Regions from separate parts of the Lactuca sativa genome. Here region 2 is linked to region 1. A link is a contact called in public Hi-C data. All regions are on one chromosome and are shown on one strand. The core of a region is the stretch at or near the end of the contact, and the rest is flanking DNA. Distances in the headings are between cores, read along the strand shown.

Evidence for each region. Hi-C and Micro-C count contacts between places; a contact is called where the count stands out from the background.
Region 2: a Hi-C map of seed shows a contact between it and region 1, with 4 times the contacts expected there. The contact joins the promoter of LOC111917194 here to the promoter of LOC111917196 in region 1. A contact is called at or near these places in 2 of 4 Hi-C or Micro-C datasets (leaf and seed).

Annotation. Positions count from the first base shown.
Region 1 is chr3:35,738,417-35,745,416 of Lsat_Salinas_v11, forward strand. It overlaps LOC111917196 (protein KAKU4), which reads left to right and starts at 3,249. Exons shown (of 8, transcript XM_023912860.2): 1 at 3,249-3,647; 2 at 4,098-4,159; 3 at 4,298-4,374; 4 at 4,454-4,542; 5 at 4,626-4,741; 6 at 4,828-5,004; 7 at 5,084-5,252; 8 at 5,315-5,884. The coding sequence starts at 3,359. The coding sequence ends at 5,592. LOC111917195 (histidine kinase 5) reads right to left here. Exons shown (of 13, transcript XM_023912858.3): 12 at 6,753-6,929; 13 at 6,450-6,670. The coding sequence ends at 6,548.
Region 2 is chr3:35,885,538-35,892,537 of Lsat_Salinas_v11, forward strand. It overlaps LOC111917194 (serine/arginine-rich splicing factor RSZ22A), which reads left to right and starts at 3,629. Exons shown (of 6, transcript XM_023912854.3): 1 at 3,629-3,751; 2 at 4,511-4,614; 3 at 4,725-4,813; 4 at 4,934-5,189; 5 at 5,268-5,384; 6 at 5,465-5,741. The coding sequence starts at 4,526. The coding sequence ends at 5,501.

The DNA.
Region 1 (7,000 bases), core at 1,999-4,498:
GCATTTTCTATTGATTGTTGGATATGTATGATATGTATGGCTCGTATGATATGTATGGTATGTGGTATTTAGTGAACTCATTAACCTTTGTGCTTACAGTTTGTGGTTTATGGTTTTAGGTACTTTCGGTTCGAAAGGGAAGAGTCCAACTTGATCACAACGCATACACCTGTGTTTTCAGCAATTCGTGATTTTGGGATTTTACTTTGATAATTGTTTTACTTTGAAATGCTTTTAAATGTTTGATGTAACACCAAAAATTTCCAAACAAAATTTTCATTTAAAAATCACTTTAATTTCATTATCACAATCACAAAACCCCCAAATATCTAGTTATCAAAACACATGTTCATAAATTGTTTGAAACACAATCCAGGATCCTCCAAAACATATCTCCAACTCGTGTGTGTACAATCAAGCCGGTGCCTTCCCGTGATCCTGAGAAGTACCTGAAACACATAACACATAACACGGTAAGCACGAAGCTTAGTGAGTTCCCCAAAATAGCACACACATCTCATTATCCTCTCATGGCTATATTCAAATAAGACCCTCCGGTCAATGTGTCTCAGTGGAACCCTCCGGTCCTAACTTGGTAAGCTCAGAATAATACACAACATAAATCACAAAGACATAATGCAAGATATCACAATACTTAATATAAGCACATAATACCCTTCGGTCACACAAAGGTTACCACTTTAGGTAAGTATAGTGAGAAGACTCACCTTGTAACCAAGCAAAGAAACTGAATACCCCTCGACCAGTCTAATTCCCGCCTACATGTAATAAGCATCTCTAATTAACACTTAAAGATAACAACTCTAAATAAACTCATGATAGTCCCTCTTTAACTCATGAGATGGGTAAAAGACCATTTTACCCCTCCATGACCTCCATCCCTCAAGTTTGACCAAACCCTAAAGTCAACACTCGAGTCAACAGTCCATGTTGACCCAACTCGTCCGGTGCATCTATGTGACTCGTCGAGTCCCTTCGGTTCCTCAGAACCCTCATGAAAGTCCAACTCAACTCACCGAGTTGACCCATCAACTCGCCGAGTTACTGCGTGTTCAGTCTCATCGGGAAAACCCTAGCCTACTCGTCGAGTCAGCTTATTGACTCGGCGAGTCCATTCAGTTTGTATTATCATTCATACGTTTTAAGGCATTTCTACCACTCTGAACTCTAGATCTAGTCTCCCAAGGCTTGGATGTCACATAAAGCTTCGATCTTTACGTTCATGCATGACATATTTGCTCCATAATGCCATTACAAGCTCCAACAAGGGTTTGGTGCTTATAGGCTTGCCTCTAGCTCCATAAAGCTGGGGCCTTTGGGCTCACAAGACCTCCTACAATCTAGATCTGAGGTTTCAACCTCAAGATATGCCCAAGGGACTCAATAACACAAGAAGGATGGGGAAAAGCCCTAGAACTCCCCCAAACTAAGATCTCACAAGAAAAATGATCAAAATAACATTTTTTTTACCTCAAACAGAAGCTATCCACTAAGAACCTCTATATCCAAACGTCCCTCCTTGCTCCAAACCTTAATGCTTTCCTCTTCTTCTCTCAAGGTGCACCAAAATGCTCAAGATAGCCTCTCCTTCTCACACAACAAGCTAAAACTCAATTAGGGTTCTTCACAATGCTCAAGGGTGATGAGGGAGGCAGAAATAAGGGCTTAAGGCCCTTTAAATAGGACAAAAACACGGAGATTTAGGGTTTCCTCACACAACGCCAACTCGGCGAGTCGGCTCTTTGACTCGTCAAGTTGGTCATTAAACCCACGTGACCAATTCGACTCTACTCGACGAGTCGGGCATACAACTCGTCGAGTCACTCACTCAATCCCAAAATAAATATATAAATATTATACCTGAGAATCGAGATGTTACATTTGAATAAGGATAAATGAATGTTTGAATATATATTAAAAATGAAATTTCTACCCTATAATTTTATGGATGTTACAGACTATACTCATGTGCATTCACAATCATGTTTTCCACATTATACTATGATGTAACTGAATATTTAATAAATAAAAATGAAAAAATCTAGCTTAAAATTTGGGACGTAAAAAAAACGCAAAACAACAAAATATTTTATGTGTTTCGAATTTGAAAGTGGTCTAACTTATAAATTGTCATTCTTGAATTATCCAAATTCGATTTTGTGATACCACATACAATAAGGTCAAAATCATAGATTTTGAAAGTAATTACAATCACGATTTTTGAATTTTCCAAGTTTATATTCATATTCTTAGACCCAATATCTAACAACTTTCCTTGAAATCCAAAATACAAAAAACTTGTCTGACAAGGATTTATGAAATGGTATAATTTGGATAAATCAACGTTCCTTTTTATAAATCCGATAAAATATAAGAAGCATAACAACATGCGTTAAGTGAATTGTAATAGAAATGTTAAAAATATAGCAGTTTCTAACTCCAAAATCAGGAGTTTCGAAGTGCAAAACTAACATATAAATACTTAAAGAAAAAACAAGTTTATCTAATCGAATATATATTCCGATATAATGGCATGAAAATGTGTCATTGTGTTGCAATAAAGGTCAATGAGGCAACGGACAAGGGCGTTTATTTTTTCATATGTAACATATAAATAAAAAAAACTATTTTATATATTATATATGTTTGAAATCCAAATTTCTTTAAAAAATGTCTAAAATTTGAGTCAATTACATATTATCGGTAGTTATTTTTATGATTATCCAAAATTTATACATGACATCTTTAGTACGGTTTTACTTTTACACTTTGGTAACATCTACTCTAATAAATGAAATTTTTTTTAACACATGTCACATTCTCATTGATTTGACCACATGTCATTTTGTGGTTATTTTAAATTAAAGTTTTTCCACATGTGATATAAATTTCATTAATTGACTTTACTTCTAATTTTTAAATTAAAGCCTTATTAGTTTTCTTTGTTTATTTATCTAAATTATTTGTTTAAATATAAAAGAGAAAAAAAAATATTTTATTTTAATAATTCAATATTTTTTTAATTTTTCACATAAAGTTAAACTTCTCAAATGAATTTCATATTTATTTTTCTTTCACCTAGTTTATTTATATATATATTAAATACTCTTTCGAGAAAAGAACAATTATATACTAGTATTAAATAAGCTAAATAGTTATCGAATGTTTGGAAGAAAGGTACCCTTATATTTATTGAGAAATCAAAACAAAATAAAAGGTTATTGCATACTCATTACTTAAGTGCTTTTGACTCGCTCTTTTTCCGTCGATTCGGAAAACACACTGAGTCACTGAACACAAACACCGTTTCTCTTCGCCCATCACGAATCTCAACACCATGGCTCCCGGTTCTCAGGCACCCGCAGATGTTCCAGCCGGCAGATCCGGCGGAAAAATCTTGAAAGCGAGGAGAATTGCTGCTAGGAAGACCCCATACGACCGCCCAACTCCGCCTCAGCCTGAGCCTCCACTTCTGCAATCAGAAAGCCCTAGTTGGCTCGGTGGACTTGTTTTTCCGGCTAAGTTTGTTGCTGGTGGTGCTAGCAAAATTTTATCTTCGTTTTGGAACCCCAAGACTTGGGCCGCGGCTTCCTCCTCCTCTTCTTCGGACAGTGATTCCGAATCAGGTAGATAATCTTATTTTGGGGTTTCTTTTAATGTGTTTTAATTAATTGTGTTTTTCATAGTATAATTGTTCCAAATTAGGAGTTTTGTTTAGCGCGAAACAACCCAATGTCCTCGAATCACAACTCACAGTATTTTTCCCTTGAATCTTTCTGAATTTTGAAAAACTGTCGTTATGGTATGGAGGGAATGTTATTCATCAGATTTAGTTATAAATGCATGTTATTCTTTTAGTATGCGTATCTATCATATAACCAGCCTTATTTGCGCTAGTGATTGTTATAGAATTTGAGAACACATCACACATTTGTTGGAGAAAGTTTTATCAAAGTTCATTTTGTGAAGAGGAATAAGGAAACACAATGTTAGTACGGAAGAAATTTAAGTAACACTATTTCAATAAACTTGAAAATCTGGGTAATTTATGAATTTGATATTGTTATCTTTTGCAGAAGATGATTCTCGAGATGATGCAAACCCTTCTGATGGGGCAATGGAGTTGAATCAGAATCAGGTATCTGTTCTCTTCTTTATTCTCATCATCTGTTCCATATGCAGTGATATCACTTCAGAGTGTAAAGTAAACCACTTATTATGAACTTTATAACTGAAATTTGCATCACAAATATTTTAACTCTATTTGTTACATCAGCAAAAGGATAGTTCATCTCAGAAGGGGGAAATTTTGCATTTAGTTGAGCAGCTACTTATGATTGAACGATATTCAAGGTATGTTTTGCTCAATTTTTTTTTTTGGTATTACTTCATATAAGCTTTATGCTCACAGATAATTTCATAATTTCTACAGGGAAGAGTGTGATAAGTTAATAGAGATTATCAATTCGCGAGTTGTAGATTATGCAGGACCAAGCATACTTCATAGCAGGAGTAACAATGGTAAATCCTGAAGCATCTGAAACATTTTCATATCTACTAAATTTCTTTGATATGATTATGAACAAATAGTTATTTTTAACCAGAGACCCAAGCTATCATAGAAGCAAGAAAGTGGGTTGCAGAGAGTAAAGTTAGATCTGGTAAAAAGTCAGATTTGGACAATGGACTTTATGCTCTTAAGTATATTATGACACCACAGGTTAATCTTAATCCCTCACATGCATATTCTTTAAATATATGTATATATATATGTGAATATATTTTATACTTTTTGTTCATATCCAGGCTACTGAAGAAGAAGGGTCGCCAGTTGAAGTGGCAAAATCATATATGAGAACTCGTCCAGCATGGGCATCTCCTTTAAGACGTGATAATTCATTAAGTCCATCTCCATTGACAGATCTGTTCAAGGAAAGAACACCCTATTCTTCTGATGCTGGAATTTCTTTCCAATCAACAAAGGTGATATAGAATATTCTTTAATCATATTTGTAAATTGTTAAGTTATCTAATTTTTTTTTTTTTAAAATAAATTGTACAGAGGGATTATCTTTCTGGTGGATCATGGAACATTGAGGATGAAATACGCAAAGTGCGATCAAAGGCAAGTGAAGATTTGCTAAACAGCCATCATTCTTCCATGAAACATCATCTACAACATTCCTTGGATAATGACAAGCCGAATGAAATTGTGGACCTGACTGCTGAAGGTATGGTTGCTTTCAGATTATTTGAAAAAAAAAAGATACTAATTTAATCTTTTGTTGTTTAGGCAATAAGAAAGAAATGAGGGGTGTTAGTGAAGGGAATGGAATGGAGAATGAAGAGGGGAATGGAGTGGAGAATGATAATGAAAATGATGAGGTGGAAAATAATTGTTTTTTATCGACAGAATCAGTGGAAGTACCAGTTAATAATTCTCAGGACATCTTTAATGGTGAAGACGAAAGTTTGGTTGCAAAAGAAAAGGCAGATGGAATGGCTGAAAACCGAATGCTGACTAGAGGTAGAGGTAGAGGAAGAGGGAGAGGAAGAGGAAGAGCCAAGTGACTCAATCTGAATGTAGTCAGGTCAGTTGATGAGGAAAAGACAAAGTTTGTGTTCATTTATTTGTAAGGTAGAGTAGATATAGACTCTCTTGTTGTTAAGCTCCTGTATTATCTATTATTATGTCATTGTTATCAGTTATGTATAACTGACTTGACTAATTTAGTGTTTCACAGACTGTCTGACCATTTGTAATTGAAAACAAATCGTATTGTAGCCTTGTAGGCGTACTAGCTGATTTCATGTATTGTAACTTTTTTTATTTTTTATGCAACTTTCAGTTTTGTTTTTGGTAGTTATAGTTGCCTGCATATTAGGGATGTATTACATTTTTAAAAATAGATGAAAAGTTATTGATGGATTTGAATTCAGAAGATTCTCTATGTACTATCTGTAATCATCAAAAAGCATTTAAGAGATTGATTAATAAATCAATTACTTTGTTAGAAAATAAATGATTTACTATTAATCATTTAATATCAAACATACACTTTAATAAAGAGAAAAGAAATAGCAAAGTAGACGTTATTCGTAAACTTAATGGTTAAAAGGTAAAGTTATTGAAAACTTGATCTGGATGGCACACCACATTTTCTGAACCACTAACATGCATGTTGAATAGAAACACAAAATAATTTACAAAACCTTGGATTATGTAAAAATAAAAAATGTCTAAGCCATTCACAGCTAATTAATTATTGCTCACAAAACAAAACTATAATAATATTTAGCTGAACGGTATTCAGCTCGTCCCCTACGTACTTATTTTGCTAACCTACGAGGTACCTAATGACGCTCCTCTAAAGAAATAAAAAACTGTTTAGACAACTAACTCTTATAAAGCAAGAGCTAAGAGGACGAGAAAAAGACCAAACATTGATTACAAAACTTTCCTAACTCACATTCACATTTCTATACACATACACATTTATCATCTATTTACAACGCTGATTTTTTATCACTCCACATACTGTTCAAGACATTGTTTTAAGTTCTGAAGTGTAACAGGCTTTGTAATGAATGAATCCATACCATTCTCAAAACACTCTTCTCCACTTTCCGACATTGCGTTTGCTGTCATCTACTCAGTCAACAATTAATAAAACTTTTCGTTAGTCATATAGTAAAACTCAAGGGCATTTTAGACATTTCTTGGTACTTACTGCAACGATGGGAATTCTCTTTCTGGATATTTGGTTGTGAAAAGGAGAATCATGATCATGATCATGTGGTTCTGGTTCCACTCCAGCCTTCCTTGCTTCATCCCAATTCCCGGTTTTTTCATATGAACGAATCAGTCTCGTAGCTTCAAGCCCATCCATTACAGGCATGCATACATCCTGCACATTCATTTAGCGATCATGATTTTTTTTTTTTTTTTTTTATAAAATTAATTTGATTGATATGAAGA
Region 2 (7,000 bases), core at 2,379-4,878, 150 kb after region 1:
TCAATAGCAACAAGACTTGATACATATACAAACAAGGCATTCCATTACGGTAATGCCCGATTCATAACTTCTCTCAAAAACTTATCATCATTCCACCTTTAAACTTTATGGCAAAAGTATGCCACCAAGGAAGTCAAACAGGCATAAGAACAACACACCAACAACCTCAACACCACCACCACATCCACAAATGGATTCTGTTGTGTTCCAGGCAGCCGTAACAGCTGTCGTGGCCCAAATTAGCAGCATTAGCAACGAAGGAAGAAACGGGACTGGCAGTTCCAGGAATCGAGAAAACCAAGGGCACCTGCGAATGTGCTCATACAAAGAATTCATGAACTGTAAAACAAGGACATACCATGGTGACGGCCGAGTTATTACTCTGACGAGATGGTTCGAGAAAACTGAGTCCGTCTTTGAAATCTGCGCATGCCCAAATGAGTTCAAAGTCAAGTATGCCACATGTACTTTGCAGACTTAGCCTTGTCGTGGTGGAACAACCACGTTAAAACTCTGACTCTAGCGGTTGCCAACTCTATGAGTTGGGAGGACTTGAAGACTATGATGCTTGAGGAATATTTTCCAAGGAGCGAGATGCAGAAGCTCGAACAGGAACTATGGGAACACTCCATGAAGGGTTCTGATATTACCACCTACACCTCCCGATTTAACGAATTGGCAACTCTGTATCCGGGAATGGTCACTCCTGAGGCCAAGAAAGTAGAGCGTTACGTTTGGGGCTATCCCCTAAAATCCAGGGGATGGTCATATCTGCCAACTCGAGCACCCTCGACAGTGCTAAGCATCTGACACAAACTCTTGTCGACCAGGGAGTTCATCAAGGCATCATAACTCCGACGCCCGAACAGCCAAAGGGAAGTGACAACAAGAGGAAATTTTGGAACAAAAAGAAGGGTCAACCCGCTCAAGACCCAACCAAGAAGCAACAAACTGTGGTTGTCCATGCCATCACCGCCCCTACTGCCCCTGCACCGACCAAACAATATTTTGGAACTCTCCTGAAATGCGACAAGTGCAGTTACCACCACCGTGGTGCCTGCAAGATAGACAATGTAACAACTACAACAAGAGCTTTTCCAAGTTCATAAATATGTCAAAATAGCATTCAACGAAAATTCCTATTATACCATTTTTATACTTGTTCTAATTCTAGCTTCATAAAGTAAACAACTAGGGAAAAAAAATAAAAGAGAACTCTTTATGTAACTGCAAACATTTTTTATTTCACATTCAGCTAACCCCTTCAAGTAATTGCAATTGAATGCTATTAATTAAAATGTACCTTTAGTAATTGAGTTCCTAAAACATGTGATCTGTTATCATATCCCCTACACATATGTGGAAACAGATAATGTTAAAAAAATGATTACGAGACGGACATAAAAATTTAAAGATTTCATAGAAATATAAACTATACCCATGTTCATATGATTTACCAAGGTTTTTTCCATTTTCATCCATGTGGACTTATACGTAAGTACCTCATTTTACTACAAGAAAATTAAGGCATTATATCAAATATTTGGATTTTAAAACATACCACAAAACAAATTATATACTTAACTCTTACAAATTTTATTTTTTTAAAGATTTTTGTCATCAACAGTTTTGTTTATCAAAACATGATTTCCAAAATTAAACAAACACCTATTTATCAAATGTATAATCGGGTTTTTACCCAAAATCATATACCAAATCCCTTAAATGCATAATAGAAACTTTTTATTTTCGAAATTAATCACAATATCCTAATTATAACTTAATTGATGTGAACCGATTTATATCCTTTACTAAAAAACCGGTAATTTCTCCAAAAAATGAAACACATGAGCGGGAAATTGATTTTATGAGAGATATAATAGACAATTCAGGGTTCAAAAACTTCCCAAAATCAAAGAATAAATACTTACTTTCAACATATCGAAACTTTTGTACTCCATAAGTTGTTCATCTTCTCCAAAAAACTCCAATTCGTTACCTGTTCTTAATCGTCGTCGCCACTTTATCGGTTCGGTATCCAATAGGACCACCAATAAATAGCAAAGTCATATTACAAATGAGACCCGTGCGCCATTGTAACCCTATGGGGGGTTCGATCTCATTGCCCACATGATTCTTCTGTATAAAAAATGAAACCTGAATGCTTACGTTTTTGAATAGTATCAATCCTACATCTAACATACATTTTAATCCATGTAGTTTATATATATATATATATATATATATATATATATATATATATATATATATATATATATATATATATATATATATATATATTACTCCCTCTATTTTATTGATTTTTAAACTATGCCAATATAGTTGCTTTTTAGACAAAGTCACCTTAAAATTTCTTTTTCCTTTACTTAGTTTACACTAAATTATTATAATTTCAACCATAAATATGTTTTTAATTTTTATTTAACAACTTTAATTGGGTCGATTTTTATAAATATATTTTTATAATTACTAATTTACTATACGTGATTATGTAAGATGATATTTATTTTGTTTGAACCATATGTAAAACCAATTTAAATATAAATATTTATTTAAAACATTATAATGGTTTATCACTAACATGTTATATAAGAGAAAAATGAAAACTTTAAATAACCAACTACTTATAATTAATAATACATTAAATGATAGTTATCACTTGCTTTGGTGGGGTAAATTATATGGCTTGTTTATATATATTTTTTAAGGAAATTGATTTGTATACAATAATTTTTCTTTATACACAATAATTTATGTTTTATGGAGTTCGTACAATATAATACTTTAATACAGAAATTGTTATGTATGGAAAAAATTTGTTATGTACAAAACAGTTCCCATTATTAAATATCATATATAGGTAAAATAATATGTTTAAAACGAGATTATATGTCATACTTTGCTACGATAAATCCATATAAAATTAACATATAATTCTACTCTTTTTAAATATATAAAATACATGATATACCTAATTGCACATGACATTATACATGATAAAAATTAACGATCATACTATCGGCTTTATAACATGTATTAGAAATCGTTAATGTTATTTATCCATATTTTATAACAAGTTTACCAATTAATATTGTTTACAAATCACACGATCAATTATATGTTGTTTTATCCAAAGGAAATAACAAAGAATGATTGATATTATTCATTTTAAATAAGAATGATAATTTGAATAATAAAACTTTCAATGTTGTGTACATATTTCTAAATCTATATTAAAATATTATGTTAATTTTACTTATCAAATTAAGTTATGATTACTTACCATCGATAATCCAATGCATTTTTTTGTACAACTATAATCTTTTTTTGTCTATATAAAACTTCCAATGTTGTGTTGATATTTCTAAATCTATGTTAAAATATTATGTTTACTTAATTATCAAATTAAGTTATGATTACTTACCATCAATAATCCAATGCATTTTTTTTGTACAATTATAAATTTTTTTGTTTATATAAAATTTTTAATCAAACTATGATTTCCACGGTTATAAGTAAATACAAAAATAGTCACCGACCTTTTAAACAAATATACCGGGTACAGTGATAATAAAACTTTTTAAAACTTTTTTAAACGTTTATTATATATAGACATAAACGAGAGAGGGTTGCGAAGTCTTTCCCGATCCCGTTAACACCATATACTCGTATTATTTTTTTTTTCCAAACCTCGTTCTCACTGCCTCCTACTCCATTTTAGGGTTTTGAGGTAATATCGCTCATCTCTGCCTCTGTTCTCCGTTATTTTCATAAACATACTTTGATAGTCAGTTTTCTTGTTGTAATTGGCTTCGGAAGGTAAACCCTAGTTCTTTTGTAACCTATTTCCAAAAGTTCATGTTCGTAGCGCCTTCATCCTTTTCATATATTCTATAGTAGCATACGCTTTGTTATCTGGGACTCCTGATGTCGATAAAGTGTATTTTTCTGTACCATTTGTTGATTAGATGAATTGTAGTAGTAGATTTTGCTAATTTTACTTCTTAGATCTGTCAGAACTTAGACGTGTAAGTTACGTCTCCCACGAGACCTAAGGCTATAACTTCAGGTGTTCAATGATTGGTTTGGTAAACGTTAGCACACAATCCAGTTTGGTTTGCTGGTAATAGGGTTTTACTTTTCCTTCTTTGTCAAATAGGCCTCATTTAACTTGCTAACTGATAAGAATTGTAATTTTTTTTTGAGAAAGAATTAGAGCTAGGTTAAACTTCATACCAAATGCCATGAGTAGAAAACTTGGGGTTTTAATCAGAGAGTAACTGCCTATTGGGATAGACGAACTGCAGTTACAGGTTCTTTGGGCAAAAGAGTTTTTCTTTAACATTAAAGTATAGGCTGAACTATGCTTTTCTTTGTTCTTTTTTTGGGATGACATAGTATGGCTGTGTGTGTGTGTGTATTCTTAACCATGGTACAAAATGTAAAATTCTGTATACACCCAATGATCTGTATTTGTTGATCTTGACAGGTAAAATTATCAAAGATGTCACGTGTCTATGTTGGTAATCTGGACCCAAGGGTTAATGAAAGAGAAATCGAGGATGAATTCCGCACTTTTGGTGTCATTCGTAGGTAAGAGAGAAATAATTCCTTGAATTCCTTAAGGTTAAGCTGTTATGACTTATGACTATAAGATTAAAGTTTCATTTCATTTTAATCTGCCATTGTTGATAAATGTGCAGCGTGTGGGTTGCAAGAAGGCCTCCAGGCTATGCTTTTGTTGATTTTGATGACAAAAGAGATGCTCAGGATGCCATCCGAGAACTTGATGGTATGTGTCCAAATATACAAATTACAATACATATTCCATTTTTTCTTAAATTGCTGTATTTATACATTTACATGTTCCTCTTTTGGGTTCTGACTTCTCATCTATTATTCACTGAACCAGGTAAGAACGGTTGGAGAGTAGAGATGTCTCATAACTCTAGAGGAGGAGGCGGCGGCGGCGGTGGCGGCGGTCGGGGAGGAGGTCGTGGTCGCTCCGGTGGTTCTGATCTGAAATGCTATGAATGTGGTGAGCCTGGTCATTTTGCTCGTGAGTGCCGTGGTGGTGGCGGCGGCGGCGGCGGTGGAGGTAGACGTCGCAGCCGGAGCCGCAGCCGCAGCCCCGCTAGATACCGCCGGAGCCCTAGCTATGGTCGCAGGTGAGAATAGATTATAATAATAATAATTATTATTAAAGTTGATGTTTTTTTGGATTAATTTAATTATTTTTGGAACAGGAGTTACAGTCCGCGTGGGCGGTCACCGCCACGCCGGAGTTTGTCACCACCTCGTAAGGCAAACTACAGCAGGTCACCACCGTATCGTGGACGTGATGAAGTGCCATACACAAACGGGTGAAGTTCTTTTTATATATATTTTTTAGTATTTTTGTTTTTTTTGAATATTTTTTGATGTCATTTGTGTATGGTTTCAGAAATGGGCTTAAGGATAGGCGTCGTAGCAGGAGCTGATTGTTATGTTAAAGGAGGACTGAGGAGATGAAAGGAGTTGTTTGAACTCAAGTAGAGTGTGGAAGTGGATGAATTTGTTATCTGTGACTGTGACTATGACTGTGTTTTCATCTTTCTAAATTCTAAGGTTCTTAAACTTTTCAAAGTATCAGAGTTTATTTTATTTGCTTTTTAATAGACACAGAATGTGTATGTCAGGGATAGAAAGAACAGTGCTAAAGTAATATGCTTGTTTTTGTGTGTCGAGGTGTTTATGCTTCTACTACTACTTCTACACTCTCCGCTTCTCTGCTCTGGGATCATCATTTGTGGGTCCCAGCTCACCAAATTAGTCCTGTTTTTGTTAACGGCATCATATAAAGGTACTTTGATCTGTTCTTGAAATATATTCATGACAAAAAGACAACAAATCTAGTCATCTTTCTTTAACCTTTTTTTTTTCTTCCAAAAAGTACCCAAATTTTAAGAAAACTACCCATTTCGCAGAATGGGCCATCTCTATATATGACGTTTTTTTTGCCTAATTGTAATTTTGGGTTTTGCAGTCTCTTGCCTTTATAATCTTTCTTCCTGCAACTGCTATATAGTTGTTGACAATGAAATAGTTCTTCAGCAAGGAGACTTCTCCTTGTAAGCCTCACATAGATCCAGTGAAAAGCCGCCACCTATATAGTTAACATGTGCATCATTGGCACATGAGACAGTTGTCAACCACTGATTAGTTTTGCCACGACAACTCTTTATTACAAATACATAAATTAGGTGTTAACGTGGCAAAATAAGGCACAATATTGTGCTGATATGCATTGTGCTTTGAAGCTGACATGCATGGTTCTTCATGATATTATTACCAGACTTAGTAAGAGGAATATCAAATAGCCTATAATTTATCTTCCTCCAAATCTATAATCTTGTGGAACTGGGTATTGTTGTATAGTTTATTAAAATAAATTATTTTTATATAAATATTACAAAAATAGTACATTTATAAAATAATAATTATTATGGCCGTTATATAGATACCATTGGTCGTGAGATTTATGTAAATTAATTTATCTAATATAATATAAGAGGCATGATTGAAACATGAGATGTGGGGAGAAAGTGGAGGGTAGGTACAAGAATATTAATTCTAGTAACATTATTGCAAATGAGTGGATTGTTGTATTAAATACCAATTCTAGAAAAAATTGTGCTGTAGTTGGTGAGTATTTTTTTTCTTTAAACAGCACCATACCCCAATGTTTGGGCAATTTCATTTTGAAATGTATAAATATTAAAAAGAAAGGTCATCTTGATTGTGGTTAAGGGGTTGCTCTTTTAATTTTTACAATTAATAAAGATGTTTAAAGTTCATGGAAAAAAGTCGTTAATAAATAGTTTGTTTAACATATAAAATTATAATTAATGGGCGTACAATATTTAAACTTTAGACATCCGTTATAGAATAATATACATCATTCTAATTACAACGTGTCATCTAAGATTGTAACAAAAAA